Regions from separate parts of the Mus musculus genome. Here region 2 is linked to region 1. Evidence: chromatin contacts called from public HiChIP or PLAC-seq data. All regions are on one chromosome and are shown on one strand. The core of a region is the stretch at or near the end of the contact, and the rest is flanking DNA. Distances in the headings are between cores, read along the strand shown.

Region 1 (5,334 bases), core at 780-3,279:
GAGGCAGGGTCTCACTAAGAGTGCTTGTTGCTCTTCTAGAGGACTGAGTCTGGTGCCTCAAACTTCCTGTAACTTCAGCTCCAGAGGCTCTGAGACGGCTCCCAGCCTCCACTGGCACCCACACAGATGACCTGTGGACGCACATGCACACACGCACTCACACACATATAAATCATTTTTAAGTACACTAAATATTCAGTATAGATGACATTTGTTGTAGAATGTAAACTGGGGTGGAGAGGAATCATGCAAGATGGGAGAAGGGTTGGGCCAGTGGCCGGATGTGGGAGCTGATGAGTCGGCAATGAGGGGCTTGCCTTCCTACAGTTGCCTCTCTCATTTCCACAGTGGGGTGAAGATGGAACGAGCACAGGCTATATCCGCATGCCCGTGGCTCCTGACAGTCACACAGCCTCCTTTCTATGGGAAAGAGTCAACTGAGTCATGGCTTACCACGCCAAAAGCAGGAATGTTCTTTTCATATAAATTCTGAGTTTTTATCTCAAATGTAGGTAGCACTTACTTGATTTTAATTGTAATATGGTAATTTACAGATTTATCTGTCACAAACTAGAAAGACTTTGAGGAAAAAAAAGTCAATTGCTTTATATTTGATCCAATGATAACATGGCTGTTACTTCAGGGGGAAAAGCCTTGTATGTTTTGAGTACCGCCAGCACTTTCACTGGTTTAGAAGTTAAAACTACGGCCTCTTTGAAGAGGAATGTGGAGCTCAGGGTCTGATCCGCAGGCCAGCGTTTTCTACAGCAAGCTGGCAGGCGTCTTTCACAGCCTGTCCACATGCCTTCCCTGCCCCCCAGACATTCTTTCTTTCTTTTTGGTTACAGGCCAAGAAGGAAGAGAGAACCCCAGCATACTGACACGTGAACGAAACCCTCTTCTGGACAACCGTTTCTCCAAGGTAATTGTGGCCGTCATAGGAAGAAGGGAGGGAACACATGCCTTGCAGTTTCAGACGACAGTGGGAGCATGGAGAGTTGATGGTCTGTCTGCTGCAGACTAGGGCTGAGTGAAAGGGGGAGAGAGAAGAAAGGGAGGCTGGTGCTTCCGTCTGCAGCCTCACTAAAAGTATCAGCAGAAGAAGACCATCCCGCCCTGGGAGGTCATGGGACTGGGCAGCAAGTGTGTGGGAAAAGAGGGAGCGGGGAGAGTCCTAGTGTTTAGACTGAAAATTGCATTCATTCCTTTATGATGAAATAGTGGAGGGATTCTAACTAGAGGTCAAATAAAGTATCCATTCTGTATGTGTCATGCAGGTGATCCTGGACCAATGCTTTGTACCAACTAAGACTTAACAAATAAGAAAAGAATTTAAGAAATCTCTGCGTGGGGGGGGGGGTCCCTGAAAATGCACACCAAGTTAGCCTTTCAGTGGTTCATACAAAATGCTTTATAAATGTCTCATTTTAGAAGATAATGTCCTTAATACCACTTCTAAAGAGGAGCTGAGGGGGAGACACAGGCAGACCTCAGATCCTAGTGGAGTGGGCCACCCTCACCTTGCACATCCACAGGAATAGCTCCAGGCTCTCCCTTTGTGAATCATATTCTTAGTAGGCACCAAGGCTTACAGGCAGCAGTAGAGCCCATTGTCAGCTTCAGCACTCGTGACTCGCCTCCTAGGCCCTGAACACAAACTGCTCTATCATTTCTATGAAATTCCTCTTTTGCTGTTTAGTTTTTAGCATAGGGCTATTTTCACTAGGCTGAGATTTTTATCTGATAAAGCGCTTCCTTTTTCCTTACAAAGTGTCTGTGTACTCACATCCGCAGGGATGAAACAATACACAACTAGATTTGAAATCTTCTTGTCTGCTTTCTCTGATTAGAAGATCATATATGGCTGGCATTATTCCACCCTTGGTGTTGTGGAAAGCAGTTTCAGATGGAAGGGGAGAGCCAGCTTCTGGCCTCCCCCTCCCTGGCAGTTCTCAGAAGGGTTGGGGGAAGTGTAGGCTGTAAGTTGGAAGAGAATTTTGTGATACTATTCATTCTCGGCTCTGACAGAGAGGACATTGTTTGCTCACTGTAATAGTCTTGGCAGGGATCTCTGCTGTGCATACAGAATGCGAGCAGAGCAGTGGGAACCGCTGAATTCTAAGAAACACATCAGCTTGGGGATTTTTTTTAAATACATTTTAATAGCTTCTCATTACCAAGATGCAAGTTATAATTTAGGAAAACATTTTCCTTGGTTCCTTTCTTCACACTGCATTATGCATGTATTACATAAAAGGTCCTTATGAGAGTAGGGTGCCCATCTAAGCTGTGGCATCAAGCATTTCAATCCTAGAAATTCAGAAAGACATCCTGCGCGCTGCAGACAGCCTCGAGGCTTGCTCCTTGTACATCAGCACTCCTATCAGTGCCAGCAGTGTTAGCTTGGAGCTCCTGGGAACAATTATGTGCAGACAGTAATCAGTGTATGGCAGGGACACGGTGAGAGTACCACCCGCGGTGTGACACACAGAGAACGTGCATAACTTTTAAAGACCCCAACTTCAGAAGGAGTTTCTGCAATCTGGATTGTGTGAAAGGAGGACAGGAGCTAGAGCTCAGCGGCAGCAATGTGCCTGGTGTGCTGAGAGTCTGCATTGCATCCTGACTATTACAAACCACGGTAATAATGATGGTGATGGGTGAGCATAGGCAGGACATAGAGGAGTACATTGATATGACAGTGTTTGGGACTGAATAACAGATACCAATAAAAATAACTAAGCTCTTCAACCTTCTCCACCTCCTTTTTTTATTCCAATGGATGCATTTTAGATAACCTGTTTTTAATATAAAATTTTTATATAAATATACAGGATTGCTGAGGGTGTGGGGTAGAATATGGCATTGTATGGAGGCATACGAGAGACGCAGGGCCAGCCACTCCTGCCTGTGTCTGGCGGTCTGTGGAGGTGTTGCTTGTGTGGCAAGGATACCTTCAGAGGACCTGCTGGCCTATCATTGTTTCTCTTGAGGCTCCTAGAACCACTGAGACTCCAGGCCTGAGCAGTGTCACTGTCCTTGGCTCCTGGCTTTTCACACCTGTGAGCACAGCTCATCATAAAAGGGACAGGGATAGGAAGGAGCTCACAGGCAGCTAGATCCTTTTAGCTGCAGCTGACCTGAAGGGAAGAGAAGAAGGGTGTTGTGTGAACATTGGGGCAAGGCATCCTTACCCACTGTGAAGAGAAATGGTTATGACAGAAACCACCCCAAAGGCTGCATGGTGTTTTCTTGTTTGACAGATAATTTATGGCTCCTGGGAAGGGCGGGATAATCTGCATAGCTACCCTGGTGTGATGGTGAGGATGCCCATTTAACTGGGGATTCAGCAGTTCAGAGTCCATAAGGACCTGAGAGGCAAGAGCAGAGTCAGCGCTGGCGTCCAGCAGCTGTGGGATCTGGCTTAGTGTGTGTGTAACTGACCATCATCGGGGCCCCTGGACCGGACCAGAGCCCGCTGAGCGGGATCTGTGAACAACCTGTAAACAGTCACCTCCACGGAGGCGTACACCGTATGGTCCATCATCGTGTTTGGAAGCATGGCCTTTGTCTGATTGTGCTTACGTCTGTAGAAAAATAATTTATAGTCTTCTTCTGTCTACAGTGGGCACATGATCATTAAAAAACAAAATTCCAACATTTCCGTCACGACCCTCATGGTACACTGTACCACAGGTGACTGCACAGGATTCCCAACAGGCCCAGTGCCCTCACTGGGAGACTGGGCTCCTTACTACATTGTGACTTACCACCTTCAAGAGCACCGCAGCTGACACTGATGTGTCAGCCGATAACATGTGGCCATTTCCGTTCCTCACCTGATTCCTGGGGTCTCATCTTAACCCAGACCCTCCCAAGGTGTGTTCAAAGGAGTCTTTTTTTTCTCCTTAAAATGTTTTATTATTTGAATTTTCTATTGTATATTAAATATCCTAATCATATTAAGTATTTTAAGAATTGAATAATGCATCAAGATATTTCATTCAACTTTTCATATTCTTTAGTACCCTAAAAATATCGTTAAATCATATTGAATAATGCCCATACTCTGGATCCTACTTCTAATGCTTGATACTAAATTATGTTTCAGAACATTTAAAATAACCTTTGGAAATTAAACATAGTAGAAGAACATAAAATGTTAGAGAATCATTAAGTAATATATTAAAAACCATTATACAATACCACCTAACATAGAGTGAGAGTATTCAAAATGTGTTATATGTCTGTATAAATTGTCTAATAGCTTACTTTAAAAGATTATCCATGTTTCTATGAGAGAATTTATGTAATCAGTAAGAAAATTTTAAAAATATCAAAATAGGAAAAACCCTTTGAAATCAAATATTACAAAAATGTTCATTTTGTTATTATTAATGTCCAGCCTTAGTAAAAAGAGCAAACATGGGCTGGTCAGTGGTCACCAGAACAAATTTAGCACAGGACTGCCCTGTGTGACCTCTGCGAGAGGATGCCCATAACCCTGTAGAGACTTGATAGTCCAGAGAGGAGGGATGCCGGGGGCGGGAAGGAGGTGTAGAGTCTGTAGAGATGCGGGTGGGGATGAGACAGTGAGAGTATGGGAGAGCACACTCTCAGAGGACAAATAGGGGGGGTATGCGGTGAGGGACTCTGGGGTGGGGGACCAGAAAGGCGACAATATTTGGATTGTAAATAAATAAAATAATTAATTATTTTAAATGCTAATTCATACACAATAAGAAAATCTTTCAATAATTATATTTCCATGATGTTTGTAGACTGTTTATAATATTTTCAAGTGTTAATGTTTCTCAAACACAATAATAATTTTGAGATACCTTTTCATTAAATTGATGTATCCATTTCAAAGTATAAAAAATAATACAATATTCCATATAATCAGAGTATTATACTTTTGGCTCCTTTACACATCAATTTAATGTTACCTTTTAGTGTGAGTGTTGCTGTGTCATTTTACTAAAACAGCCATCAGATTTCTCTTAAAACCTCAGTCTTCCTAATTCTTTACCAGACTTAAATTGATGTCTGAGCACTGAGATGTTTTCTTTTTTTTTTCCTTTTCCTTTTAATTGGATATTTTATTTATTTACATTTCAAATATTATACCCTTTCCCAGTTTCTGCTCCAGAAACCCCCTATCCCATCCCCCTTCCCCTGCTTCTATAAGGGTGTTCTGCCCACATACTCCCAGCTCCCGGCCCTGCCATTCCCCTATACTGGGCATGGAGCCTTCACAGGACCAATGGCCTCTCTTCCCACTGATGTCCCACAAGGCCATCCTCTGAGACATATGTGTAGCTGGAGCCATGG
Region 2 (5,334 bases), core at 2,078-4,577, 200 kb before region 1:
GAGGATCCAGCAATACCTCTCCTGGGCATATATCCAGAAGATGCCCCAACTGGTAAGAAGGACACATGCTCCACTATGTTCATAGCAGCCTTATTTATAATAGCCAGAAGCTGGAAAGAACCCAGATGCCCCTCAACAGAGGAATGGATACAGAAAATGTGGTACATCTACACAATGGAGTACTACTCAGCTATTAAAAAGAATGAATTTATGAAATTCCTAGCCAAATGGATGGACCTGGAGGGCATCATCCTGAGTGAGGTAACACATTCACAAAGGAACTCACACAATATGTACTCACTGATAAGTGGATATTAGCCCAAAACCTAGGATACCCAAGATATAAGATACAATTTCCTAAACACATGAAACTCAAGAAAAATGAAGACTGAAGTGTGGACACTATGCCCCTCCTTAGAAGTGGGAACAAAACACCCTTGGAAGGAGTTACAGAGACAAAGTTTGGAGCTGAGATGAAAGGATGGACCATGTAGAGACTGCCATATCCAGGGATCCACCCCATAATCAGCATTCAAACGCTGACACCATTGCATACACTAGCAAGATTTTATCGAAAGGACCCAGATGTAGCTGTCTCTTGTGAGACTATGCCGGGGCCTAGCAAACACAGAAGTAGATGCTCACAGTCAGCTAATGGATGGATCACAGGGCTCCCAATGGAGGAGCTAGAGAAAGTACCCAAGAAGCTAAAGGGATCTGCAACCCTATAGGTGGAACAACATTATGAACTAACCAGTACCCCGGAGCTCTTGACTCTAGCTGCATATATATCAAAAGATGGCCTAGTCGGCCATCACTGGAAAGAGAGGCCCATTGGACACGCAAACTTTATATGCCCCAGAACAGGGGAACGCCAGGGCCAAAAAGGGGGAGTGGGCGGGTAGGGGAGTGGGGGTGGGTGGGTATGGGGGACTTTTGGTATAGCATTGGAAATGTAAATGAGCTAAATACCTAATAAAAAATGGAAAAAAAAAAGAATGGATGCTGTAGGCAGTTGTGATACACATCTGTAATCCTGGCACTCAGAGGTGGAGGCAGGGGCATTGTTTTGAGCTCCAGGCCAGCCTAGGCTGTAAAGGGAAACTTTGTCTCAAAAAAAAAAAGAAAGAAAAAAGAAAGAAAGAAAGAAAGAAAGAAAGAAAGAAAGAAAGAAAGAAAGAAAGAAAGAAAGAAAGAGAGGGGGGCAGGGAGGGAGGGAGGGAGGTAGAGAGAGAGAGAGAGAGAGAGAGAGAGAGAGAGAGAGAGAGAGAGAGAAAGAAAGAAAGAAAGAAAGAAAGAAAGAAAGAAAGAAAGAAAGAAAGGAGAGATAAGTATCTTGTTATTCTCAGAGTAAATATCCATCAAGATATGTAAGATTTAAAAATTTAATGTATAAGTGAATAAATTCACGACCATAGAAATTATTGTTTCTGGAGAAAGATATAAAGTTAGATAGAACATATCGACTATGAGTAATTTCACTTTAAAACGAGATGATTTGCAGCACAGACCAGACTGGGTGGCGCATTGGCCTCATCGCCAGGCCCTTCTTCATAGCTACGGGATCTTCTGGGCCAAGTTCACAAAGGCGACCTAGAGCCACTGAAAGCCGAAAGCCATTCTCTTATGACCATTCAGATGGCAAGACACTGTGTTTATTATACCATTCCCCATATAAAACATAGCGTTGGGTCATTCTGATGAGGTGGCAAGAGATGTTGTACCCTGGGTTGGAAAGCAGGTATTTCTAGCTGAAAGAAAGGCTCATGGCCAAAGATGTGCTCTGTGGATATATAATCATGCCACCGCACTCAGCAAAGTCTGAGTAGTGGTGCAATGGGGGAAATTTTAGCAATACTTCAGATGTAGAGGAACTGGGGATAAAACTTATGTAATCCCTGTAGCCCCAAACACCTAGACAACAAAAGACAAGTGTGGGGGTACAGGGCTGCTCAGAAGCAGCTATTGTGAGCATGCAAGTCCAGCGAGGCTTAAAAATATGTCAAACTTCAATATCACTTGAGAAGGGGAAGTGGCTTCTTTATGTTTTAGTAATCTTTAGGTGTTTCTTAATGACTATTATTATTATTATTATTATTATTATTATTATTATTATTATAGCATTACTTTTAGGTATCAAATCTACCAATTCAACCTACCAGGCCAGTTTAGTCTGGCCTTCTCATGATGCACTGTGGCAGGATGGTTGCAAATGCAAGGCCTGGTTCAGCTACATGTGAGGTCCTGTCTCTAAAATCATTTTTCCCTCTCAGCTTTGATGAGACCTGTGTTGTGTGAAGTCTTTGTGTCAGGCATTGTGATGATAGAGTATATGAGGGTAACACTCAATGTCTCATGACAGGCATTTCACACTCCGGGTCTGCATCAGCCTGCATCCCACCCAATCCTCACCGACAGCCTGACCATGTCAAATGCTCTAACACACAGCACAGAAAAGGACTATGCAGGATTGAAGTCTGCTTGACAGCACTGGAGAAGTGTGTACAGGAAGCCGACACCTAGCTGGATATAAAGACTGAGGTTCTGTAAGTGGGAGAAAGAAGGCGCACACTAGCATGCACATATCGAGTGTTCTGCTGGGATGGAGTCGCTCTCTATGAGGTGGGGAACAGCTTGGCTTGAGGCAAGTGTCACGGAGATCATGCATGTGTTGGCGCTGTGCATAGAGAGCCTAAATAAACTTGATTTTCATCCAAGCATTCAGTATTATAGACATCATTTATTAAAAATCATTCATATTTTCATAACTTGATTTCTCATGCCTCAGCCAAAGACGTGCATTTTGAGAATAAAAATTATAAATATAATCACATCACTGTCAGGAAATCTGCTAAGTGTTTCCCATGTGTGAAGCACAGGTGCCTCATGAGAACCATGCAATAGCTCCTTATCGTCATTATACAGTTCAGCTAGCCGACATGGAGCAATATTCTATAGCTTCTCCAAAGTCACATGTGTGAGGAGGTGAAACAAATTCCACAATGTTAAGTGCAGACTTAATTCTCACCCTGTGGGCAGGCCAAGCCAGGGAGTGCCTCAACTACTTGTAGTTAATCAACTGTGCCACTAGATGGCAGAACCAGTCCAATTTGGAGAGCGCTCTGCCTGGGTGTGGCCGTGGCACTTAGCAATGGCTAGAAATGGCTGTCACTTTCAAGTTTAGTAGATCCGAGTCTGAAATAATATCCTTCCTAAGTAATTAAATTTTGCATAGAAATGTTTTTATTTGAAGTCAAGCCTTACACACATTCAAAGTAATTGTCCATGAAAGAAAATTGAAGGGATCCATATTTGGATCGCCATTTCGCCCTTCACAGGGAGAGTTGTAATCCTAGCGAAGAAAACAAAAGATATCTCTGGTCTCTAGTGGCCACAGCACTCTCCACTCCATCTGCTCCAGTAAATCTGGGATGGTTTGCCTTGGGGCGTGTCTTCTTGGGGGTCTTGACTTTGACCACGCCTCTTATCGTGTTGGATCTGCAGATACTGTACTTATATTAGACTAAATAGGTACAAATATCTTACAGGAAGACACACAGCTGTGCAGGGCCTGATTTTGCCCTGTTGTCTTGTGATTCAGTTCTTCAAGTGAGTTAAGGTAAATCTCACCAAACTTTGCTCTAATATCACAGATCTACATCTCATTCACAGCACTGATGCCTAAAATTTCTCTGCTAGAATTATCTTCCACCTTGCTAGCTAGTTGTTCCCATCAACCTGAACAAGCTAGTGTCGTTTTGGAAGAGGGAACCTCAACTGAGAAAATGTCCCGACCAGATTAGCCTGAGGTACGTTTTCTTGATTGATGATCGATGCGAGAGAGCCCAGCTAACTATGAGTAGTGCCAGCGCTGGCCTGGCGGTCCTGGGTGCTACAAGAAAGCAGGCTGAGCAAGTCATACGGAGCAAGCCAGTAAGCAACACCACTCCACAGTTTGTGCATCAGCTCTGGTCTCCAAGTTCCTGGCCTGACTTCCCGCAACAATGGAGTGACTTCAGAAGTAAAAGATGAAATAAATCCTTTCCAACCCAATTTATTCATGGTCATGTTCTATCACAGCAATAGAAATCCAAGCCACCCATCCTACTGAATGCCACAGATACTCTACAGGACTACTTCCAGTAGCCCTGGCTAAGACATGGCTCTAACCAAATTGCTACACAGTGGGGCCTTTGTGAAAATGGAAAGTTCACGACAGGGACACAGTGGCAACATGCATCAGGCTGAGTCACGTCGAGTTCAGGTCACAACATAGCCACAGGAACCATGAGAATCCTTGGCTAAGCGTTTCTTTTCCTCAGAAAGACTGTGACTCTGCACTCTCTCCCGCCCCAGGCCAACTCCCCAGCCTTGGTTAACAGAACAACAGCAGCAAGGACAACAACAAAAAATCCCAAGCAGAAAACAAGCTATCAGTGAATACAAAGAGGAACTTGTAATTGCAAAAAATATAAAAATGTGACATGAGAAGCATTCAGAGCCTCGTTGAATAAAGAGTAGCGTTTGTCACCCATTGTCAAGGCTCTGTCTTAAGATTTTGTTGACTGTACTCTGATGTCATGCTAATGTATGTAAAAGAATAATTGTGGTTTTGCAATGTTGCATCCTTGAGTGGCACACAGTAACAATATGTGATACTTAAGTACTAAGCCATAGCGTGGACAGCAAGGACATCAAGTGTTTTCATGAAGTAGCAGAACTGTGACCTGCTATGTTAGGTGCAGCTCGTCATGAAGACGGAGACTCAGGAAGTGGATCCCACCTTCACCTCCATCATGGTGTCTGGGCTTTTCAGAATGAGCGTACCGTGTTTTCCCAGCTACTTGCTCGTGTTCAATGAACTATTCCTATGCATTCCACGCAAAAATGTTTCTCACATATAACAGCGCAGTCAGGCATGCTGTGGTTCGGAAGCTCTTACTTGACTTGAATTTTTAGTGACCCAATGTTATGATAGATAAATGTTATTTTAGATTAAAAGATAATTAAATTTTAAGTCTCCTCTTAATCCTAAGAAATTATCATTCTTATTTTAGTAGCCCATCAGTTTATATGGCTAAGTACTTAACTATGAGTGTGTGTATACACACATCATCTCCATCTTCACATGGTTGGACTTCATTGTTTTTCTTTATGGCAGTGTGAATTATGATTGTATAGACATAGTACTTCAGCTTTTGATATTTGTATTTTAGTTTCTGGGCTTGTGTTATGCATGGTGATGCCCCAACAAAGACAAACAGAACATCAAACCGTAGCTTCTGTCAGCCATGTGATCCGAAGGGGAACAGGAACCGCGGCTGTAGTTCATTT

Evidence for each region. HiChIP or PLAC-seq counts read pairs in DNA pulled down with a chosen protein or histone mark.
Region 2: a contact with region 1 is called in an H3K4me3 HiChIP or PLAC-seq map of bone marrow-derived macrophages, with 4 times the contacts expected there. The contact joins two enhancer-like sites. A contact is called at or near these places in 3 of 15 datasets of contacts at CTCF or cohesin (CD8 T cells, the NIH/3T3 cell line and large pre-B cells), 7 of 484 Hi-C or Micro-C datasets (Sertoli cells, bone marrow-derived macrophages, cerebral cortex and 3 more), 11 of 115 datasets of contacts at active chromatin or transcription factors (CD8 T cells, the NIH/3T3 cell line, bone marrow-derived macrophages and 6 more) and 1 of 9 other capture datasets (bone marrow-derived macrophages).

Annotation. Positions count from the first base shown.
Region 1 is chr3:9,748,001-9,753,334 of GRCm38.p6, reverse strand. Pag1 (phosphoprotein associated with glycosphingolipid microdomains 1) reads left to right here. Exons shown (of 9, transcript NM_001195031.1): 3 at 849-922. Among named protein-coding and RNA genes, the nearest start is that of Pag1, 83 kb to the left of the region's middle. Within about 2 kb of position 2,029, at least 156 of the 459 cell types and tissues checked have an H3K27ac peak or open chromatin away from gene starts, as enhancers often do. A contact at or near this core is called in bone marrow-derived macrophages, where this site is marked.
Region 2 is chr3:9,945,629-9,950,962 of GRCm38.p6, reverse strand. No RefSeq gene overlaps it. Among named protein-coding and RNA genes, the nearest start is that of Gm33273, 63 kb to the right of the region's middle. Within about 2 kb of position 3,327, at least 27 of the 459 cell types and tissues checked have an H3K27ac peak or open chromatin away from gene starts, as enhancers often do. A contact at or near this core is called in bone marrow-derived macrophages, where this site is marked.